Linked DNA regions of Danio rerio: all the other regions are linked to region 1. Evidence: chromatin contacts called from public Hi-C and HiChIP or PLAC-seq data. All regions are on one chromosome and are shown on one strand. The core of a region is the stretch at or near the end of the contact, and the rest is flanking DNA. Distances in the headings are between cores, read along the strand shown.

Region 1 (2,651 bases), core at 51-2,550:
AACCGCTTTCTTTTGTTGTCATTTAAAATTAGAAGAAAAAAATAAATTCTTAAAAGTTAAAATATTGTGTTGTCTAAAAATGTATGTAAACATGTCTGTGGGGAAAAAAACATGACACATTTAGTTATTTTTTGCATACAAATGCTGTAATTGTCAAAAAATGTTGTACTGAACACTAGTTTTATTCTGTAAAATACCAATAACATTTCTAACATATTTAAAATAAAAATGTTGGCCCTTAGAAACTTTATTTTTATATATTTTAATAGTTTGTAACAAGTGGCAAATCGTGCATTTACAAAGACAATAAATTACCATTTTGTTTTTGTTTTTTCGCTGCAATCCTCAAATAGTACTTTATTATTTAATCAAATTATTATTGTTCTATATATTCCAGTCAAGCGTATTATGATGTATAAACTAATGTTACTATTTGTGTTTTACGTGTTTCTACTACTTAACAGGAAAAACTTCTACTCTACAGTAAAAACACAAATAAACCAAACACTTTCTGGGAAGAAATCAAGTCTGTATTGACATTTTTGGATGCTTAAAAAACATTTTCATCTCTTACCCCTGTAAGTTATGTCTGTTAATCTATCTCACTGGCGTATTAATAACTATGATAATAGCAAATCGTCTTTTCAAACTGCCTGATTCATCCTACCTGACCAACTTATATTATAAACCTAGCATGACAGACTGTGCCAGAAACATCAACATGACACCAGCTGTCAGACAGCATCACAGAGCAGTGTGGCATCAGTCTGGAAGCTTCTTGCTCATTAAAGCAGTGATTATCGTACCTCTCCACCAGTATTTCTGGGAGATGATTTCCCACGTCTGCTGCTGGTTGAGGTGTTCCCCTCCGGACGTGATGTGCGCCTCCGTGATCAGTTCCTTCCGCCTGTCGGCCGTCAGCACCACTTCCAGCTCCGTGAACTCATCCAAGCCTTTCTGCCGACGCTGATAGTAAAGGATTCCATTGCGCACTATGTAACAGGCTGCTGCCTTTCGGATCTTCCTCTTGGTGTTGCCGTGCGTGCCCGGCGCGTACGGCTCGCGTTCATCGGTCAAGTAGCGCTGGATGGCTAAATAACTCTCCTCGCTCGACATTACCCCGATTAATGACGCTCACGCAACAAAAACAAGACACATCGGCCAATGAGAGGTATTCTCGAGCGCAGAATTCAATGACGTATTTTTTCAGCCCTTTTGCACTTCCATGGATGATCCAGAAATGTATCGAGGTTGATATTTCTGAAATGTTTTCCAAGGGGGAACGTCAGTTCTTGACCGTGTGGGGTAGACTTGCATGAACAGACAAAATGGCTGCTGCACAACCGGATGTTGCGTTTGAAATGGCGAAAGCAGCCACACACTTCGCACTAGTAGAGCGTCACGGAAACGGCAGAGCGCGCTGTTTACCAACAAGAACATTCTTTTTTTGTTGCATTATAACCTGAGCATTCATTCATTTTCTTTTCGGCTTTGTCCCTTCATTAATCTGGGGACGCCACAGCGGAATGAACCGCCAGACTATCCAGCATATGTTTTACGCAGCAGATGCCCTTCCAACTGCAACCTATCACTGGGAAACATCCATACACCCTTATTCACACACGTACATATGGTCAATTAGTTCATCCAATACACCTATGCCACATGTTTTTGGATTTGTGGGGGAGATGATTATAACACAAATACAACAAGGCAAAATTCGATTAACAACTTTCATCTACATTTACAGAGCAGAGCAAAAATAATAATCAAATCAAAAGGATAATAATACAAATAAAACATTTTAGATTTTAACTTTAACTTTAAAGATTTACAGTATTATCAAAATTCCATTTGGAAAAAGTTTTGTTTTAGGGCTCTTGCATTTATCAATAAAACAATTTTTCCAAAATTAAAACATTTTTCAATACACACGAAATATTAACATCTTCCCCTTTTAAACCAAATAAAATATAATTTATAGAAAATTGCAAGGACAACTTTAGAGAAACCTTTACCACTCAAATGAATAGGAGGTTTTGCTAAATTACCAGTCAAAAAATAAATGTGCAGTTGTTTCAATATCAACTTCACAGAATGTACAAATGTTGTAATCAAAATAAAATCTGTGTCTTAAGAAATTATGAAAATGTGTATATAAATATAATTGAATATTTTAAAGTGTCATTTTTTTAGCTTTGGGGGGTATGGGGAAGGAAAGAAACATTGTTCTTAATTCAATAATAGAGCTCTTGGAAAAAAGAAAAGACACATAATTTCTACTAGCTTGTATTGGAAATTTATCTTGGGTTATTATTAATCTTCCCTGCTGAAAAATCCAGCTTAAACCAGCCTAGGCTGGTTGGCTGGTTTTAGCTGGTCGACCAGGCTGGTTTTAGAGGGGTTTTGGCCACTTCAAGGCTGGTTTCCAGCCATTTCCAGCCTGGTCTTAGCTGGTCAGGCTGGGACATGACCAGCTAAAACCTGCTTGACCAGCCTAGCCAAGCAGGGAGTCCAGCCAGAACCAGCTATATCCAGCTTAAACCAGGCTGGTCAAGCTGGTTTTAGCTGGATTTGGCTGGTCATTTTCCAGCCTGACCAGCTAAGACCAGGCTGGAAATGGCTGAAAACCAGCCTGGAAATTGCCAAAA
Region 2 (2,651 bases), core at 68-2,567, 220 kb after region 1:
CAGAAAAAAACAAATACTGGGAAAGTCAATTGTTTCAGGGTTCAGGCATTTTCCAAAAGTGTTGTTTGTGTTTAACAGAAGAATCTTATAAATGTTTAAAACAGGGGGGTCCAAACTCTGTCCTAGAGAGTTTAGCTCCAACTTGCTTCAACACACCTGCCAGGAAGTTTCTAGTATATAGTAAGTTCTTGATTAGCTGGTTCAGGTGTGTTTGATTAGAGTTGGAGCTAAACTCTCCAGGACCGAGTTTGGACATCGCTGGTTTAAAACAAGCAAGGGTGGGTAAATGGTGATTTAATTGTGTTATTGGTGGGGTGAACCATCACTTTAAACGCTATAAGACAGCTCTGTATCAATATAATATATTGCTTAGTGACAAATCTCTGCAAAACTCACAAGCAGTAACACACAAGTATTTAACTGTGCCTAAGCAACAAGATAAAATATAGTAAAAAAAAAAAAAAAACTTGCATGAACTTGCAGTATGCAGTCTCCTCCTCCTTCCTCTGTGAGTTAGTTGACATGTCACTGACTGACAGACTGGGCCTCAGAACTAAACTCTCACATTAAAACTTTACTTTTACCACTAACACGTCCACATAACATCGCGTTATTAGACGTTTCGAGGTTTAAAACCTCACGAACGTTATATCTAGTGTAAAATAAACTCGTTGTTGAAACCCCTGCCGCACTTATTAGCCAAAACAACCAAACGTTAATTACAAGAACTAGTGACCAGCGCAGCGAGTGAACCATTCGTTTAAGAGGTATTATAAAGCTGAAAACCAGTCATGGATAGGTTAGCATTCTGTAAACATTATTCATTGTTGTGTTTAGTTTTCAAAGAGAGAATAACTTCAGACATGTTCAGCGTGCTCGCTAACGTAATATGACTAAGCCTGTTAGCTTTAATACTCAAGCTAAACTAACGTCTCTGTACACTGTCCAGCAGCTTTAAGTCAACAAAATAAAAACGGTTAGAACAGTCATCCAACCAAGCCAGATCTGTGATTTTAATCTGATGGATAACGCTTGATTAAATATTTATTTAATTCTTTAACACGCCAAAGGCTCGAAGCTAACAGTCATTAGCTTGCAGTGAAGCCGCGGTGTGTGTACAAGCATACAGACTCACGAAACACAGTGGAAAACATACAACACGCTTCAGGTGGTTACCTTGTTTGTTCGCCTGTGCCACGTGAATAAATGCAATAAATAAAAGGCGCAGAAGTCCAACACATGCTGATTTTGTTCGTGTCGGATGTAGGGAACTCTGTGTTGTGTCCTTGCTCGCCATCCTGCTGCTGTTTCTTTAGCCGTGCGCGCGTCCTGTGCGCGCTCATATAAACAGAGCTCACGAGTTCACTCACGCGCGACACCCGGAGGATCTGATAGAAACTACAGTATGACGGACTCAATTTTTCTGCAATCAACACCGTTATTATTCAACCCTAAAAAATTTAACAGGGTTGAACTGAACACACAAAATGGTTAAAATTATCTACACTTACATAAAGGCTATTAAAATTAGTTTTTTTGGGGGGGGGATTGTGGGATGGGGGGGGGGGGGGGGCTGTAACTAGTTATTCCCATGAAATGATAACAACAACAACAAATAATTAATTATTATTACTATTATTATTATTATTATTATTATTATTATATTATTATTATTATTATTATTATTATTATTATTATATTATTATATTATTATTATTGTAATTCCATTTATTATTTAAATTATTTATAGTAGCTGTATTATTTTATTAACAATAATAATAATAAAACATTTATAATGGAATAAAAATATGAAACCTCAAGTTGCAAACTCTGAATAATAAAAAGGTAAAAATAACAATGTTTACTTCATGCTTTTAGCCAAATAAAAATATATGTAAAAGCATAAAAACACCAAAGATATTTCTATTATTATTCTCATTATTAGTAGTAGTAGTAGTAGTAGTAGTTGTTGTATTATTATTATTATTATTATTTTTATTGTTGTATTAATAATAATGATAATGATAATAATAAATGTAATTCCATTTGTATCTATTTTAATTAATAATAATAATAATAATAATTTGTAGTTTATAATAAAATACATTAATGAATCATAGATTTACAAACAATGATAATAATTCATGCATTTAACCAAATAAATAATAAGTGTTGAATTGTATTGTGTGTAAAAGCCTAAAAACACTTCCTAATATTTCACTATTATTATTGTTGTTGTTGTTGTTGTTGTTGTTTCTATTAAAAAACTGCAATTTACAAAATAATAATTAATTGTTCTTTGTTTTATAAGCATTTCTCCTTTTTTTCATAGTTTTTTATACACAACGTAAAATGACAGAATAAATGGTCATGAATTGTTTTTTGAATAATTTGTTTAGCATGCCTGTATACACAGCCTGAAGATCGTAATGCAAATCAGCTCCTATGAACAGGAAAAACATAACCCATGTAAAAAAGCTCACACAAACCAGCTGCACATATTCATAATCTTTTCCTAGAATACCAATTACATGTCAAGTGAATATAAATATTATGTAGAATTGCATTCAAAAATCAAAAATGTCAACTGAATGTCAACATTGAAAAAAATTAAAATTGGCATGCATGCATATTCAGCATATTCATTTTCA
Region 3 (2,651 bases), core at 50-2,549, 130 kb after region 1:
TAAGGTACATAACATGGACTGCTATTAAATGTCCACATTTGCCTGTGCCAAATTTAATGTACATATGCATGTCTATTCAGAATGACTAAAGGTCTTTTCTTTAAATGTTCCCATTACAAACTGCATCCTAACGGTTTTGTATCATAAAACCAAAATGATTTGAACACACTTTAAGGTGGATCTAAATGAACATTCTATAAGAGCTAAATCACTGACTCCTGTAAATGAACCTGGGCAGAATTAACTGGAAATAGCTAGGCTTATCCACCGCCTCTAACACAGTGAAAAGTAGGGCTTTCCTCTCAAGAGCCCTTCTTGGACTTTCTCAGACACCTGCTGTGGCCCTATGCTATCACTGCAAACATTTCATGCTGTCTGCGTGGAGATGGATCAATGTACACTATTAAGGAGACCGAATGTGAATTGGAAAATAAACAGTGTAGGTGCACAACAGAGAAAGAAGACGATGGCGAAGATATCCCGTTACCCACAGAATAACAGGGTTTAGTCTGTTGTGGAAATGACACTAAAAAAGCATGTTTTTTTCCACACACTGACATTAAAGTTTCTGACTGAATATGGCGTCTTTCATTTCATTGTGATGTTGTAGAGCCTGAGGCCACACAACTACTTTTCAGATACATAACAAATTAAGCAACTTACAAATGTCCACCAAACCATATTCAGTCAGGAGCCAGAGATTTCTTTTGAAAGCAACTTCTCCAATAACTATTTCTTCTGGAGGAAAACAGTGACATCAAGTGGTGGACCAAATAACAGCGTTTGATATGTCAAAACAATACAAATATTCCAAGTTTATAAACACCGTTTTGTTTAGTGTATCATGATAAACATTCTTCATTTAACAAAACTTTAAACAGCCAACTAGTTTCCAGTTTATTTTTTGTAACCTCGATTAACTAAGTTAGATTAACTTACAGTTCACATGAGATGTTTAGCACGTTGCATTTGTTATATTTAGTGCACACAACACATATTTGATATAGTGGGTTTTGTGACTTTGTTCATCTCAGTACGTTAGAGACACTGAACAATAAAAAATAAGAATTGCTAAAAAGCAAATGACTTCCGCTAAAACTAAAATAACCATTCATGATCCTATGAGTTTAGTTCTTCATCAAACATATCTAAAAACTCAGTAAAAATATTTTCCACTTACCATGTGTGAATTTTGTTATTAAATGGATAATGATAATGACTGTTGTTTGTTGTTTAAGAGAAGGTGGGTCGTCTTCCTTTATCCTCGCTGTTATGTGCCACCATCACCATAGCAACAACATCAAACGTGCTAATGACAAATAAAGCAATGAAACGGACTCCCAGTTAACGCGTAGCCTTTTTAACATTAAGACAACTTCTATTTGTGAAGTCTACTCAGTAAACAGACGACTGGGGGTTGAATATTTTGCTTAGTTCGATTCTCACTGTAACCCGGAAGCGTTCGTTTCTGACCTTTACCGCCAACTGACGCGCGCGCACATGGGTTTGTTATGGTTGGGTTTTTAACACTAGTTATGCTTCAGTGTTCATTGCTGAGCTATGCAATAATATCTCGAGCTATGTGGAAAATATTTAAATGTTAGACGGTTTAATATCCTTCTAACATTAGATTTAGCTTAAAATGTCACAAGCATTATATAATACAAGACAAGGGTCTTTTACTCTCTCCATAAAATGGTTTAATGTTTAAAGCTGAAGGTATGTCCACTCATTTCAGCAGCTGAAATGGATTCCAGTCCATTCATTTTAGATGGCGGTCTAGCAACAGAACTCGAAGCAAGTGGATTTCAGTTACAGGTAAATTAGTTATTATGACACACAGACCTATTGTCAGTAATTTAATGGTAAACTCGTACTGTGTACTGCAGGGAGATCCACTGTGGAGTGCACGAGTTCTGCATACAGATCCACAGGCTATTAAGGATGTCCATTACAGGTAATTACAAGCTTCTTTGTGCTGTTAAGCAATGAACGTTGTTTATATCTGATGTAAACCATTAAAATTAACATTACTTATACTACATGTAACTCTTAAAATAGTGTTTTTATGAGTATATACCTTTTGCTTTCAGAACTGTCCTTGTGGCAGATAATTATCAAGGTGCTGATAAAAATACAGACGTGCAGTGCACTTATTTTTAGGACTAAATTTAGGAAACTACACATTTAATGTAACTGAATAAAAGTACCAATACTTTTAAATATTAAATGCAATAACCTTTAAAAGTATTTATGTTTCAAGTTAATTGTGTTCTTCTTAACTTTCTGTTGACTAGTTTCTGTTGATTATTTAGCATCAAATCAGTATATTAGAATCAGATGTCATCATAGGAATAAATTACATCTTTAAATGTAAAAATAGAATAAAATTTCTAATAATAAAAGTAAAAAGATTCTAATAATATTTCACAATATTACGTTGTGTACTACATAGTTTCTACCCAGCCTAAGTGTGCTTAAAATGCATTATTCAACATCTTAACAAATCCCAGACTTTGACAGTTGAACATTTGCTTTCATTAATTTGAACTCCAAATATTATACCGTTTGTCATGGATTAGTGGCAAAGATAATGATGTATAATTTGACTTTTTTCTAAATAGATATCTTCAAAGTGGTTCTGATGTCAT

What was found. Hi-C and Micro-C count contacts between places; a contact is called where the count stands out from the background. HiChIP or PLAC-seq counts read pairs in DNA pulled down with a chosen protein or histone mark.
Region 2: a Hi-C map of hematopoietic stem cells shows a contact between it and region 1, with 2.5 times the contacts expected there. The contact joins the promoter of tmem131 here to the promoter of zbtb11 in region 1. A contact is called at or near these places in 2 of 18 Hi-C or Micro-C datasets (caudal fin and hematopoietic stem cells).
Region 3: an H3K4me3 HiChIP or PLAC-seq map of gastrula embryo shows a contact between it and region 1, with 5 times the contacts expected there. The contact joins the promoter of zgc:172121 here to the promoter of zbtb11 in region 1. A contact is called at or near these places in 11 of 18 Hi-C or Micro-C datasets (caudal fin, embryo, fibroblasts and 4 more) and 3 of 4 datasets of contacts at active chromatin or transcription factors (caudal fin, embryo and gastrula embryo).

What each region holds. Positions count from the first base shown.
Region 1 is chr6:31,662,642-31,665,292 of GRCz12tu, forward strand. zbtb11 (zinc finger and BTB domain containing 11) reads right to left here and starts at 1,301. Exons shown (of 10, transcript NM_212650.2): 1 at 807-1,301. The coding sequence starts at 1,116.
Region 2 is chr6:31,883,338-31,885,988 of GRCz12tu, forward strand. tmem131 (transmembrane protein 131) reads right to left here and starts at 1,318. Exons shown (of 41, transcript XM_005165961.6): 1 at 1,177-1,318. The coding sequence starts at 1,297.
Region 3 is chr6:31,790,971-31,793,621 of GRCz12tu, forward strand. It overlaps zgc:172121, which reads left to right and starts at 1,300. Exons shown (of 9, transcript NM_001114914.1): 1 at 1,300-1,504; 2 at 1,739-1,818; 3 at 1,890-1,957; 4 at 2,625-2,651. The coding sequence starts at 1,501. nme7 (NME/NM23 family member 7) reads right to left here and starts at 1,473. Exons shown (of 12, transcript NM_130929.2): 1 at 1,181-1,473. The coding sequence starts at 1,183.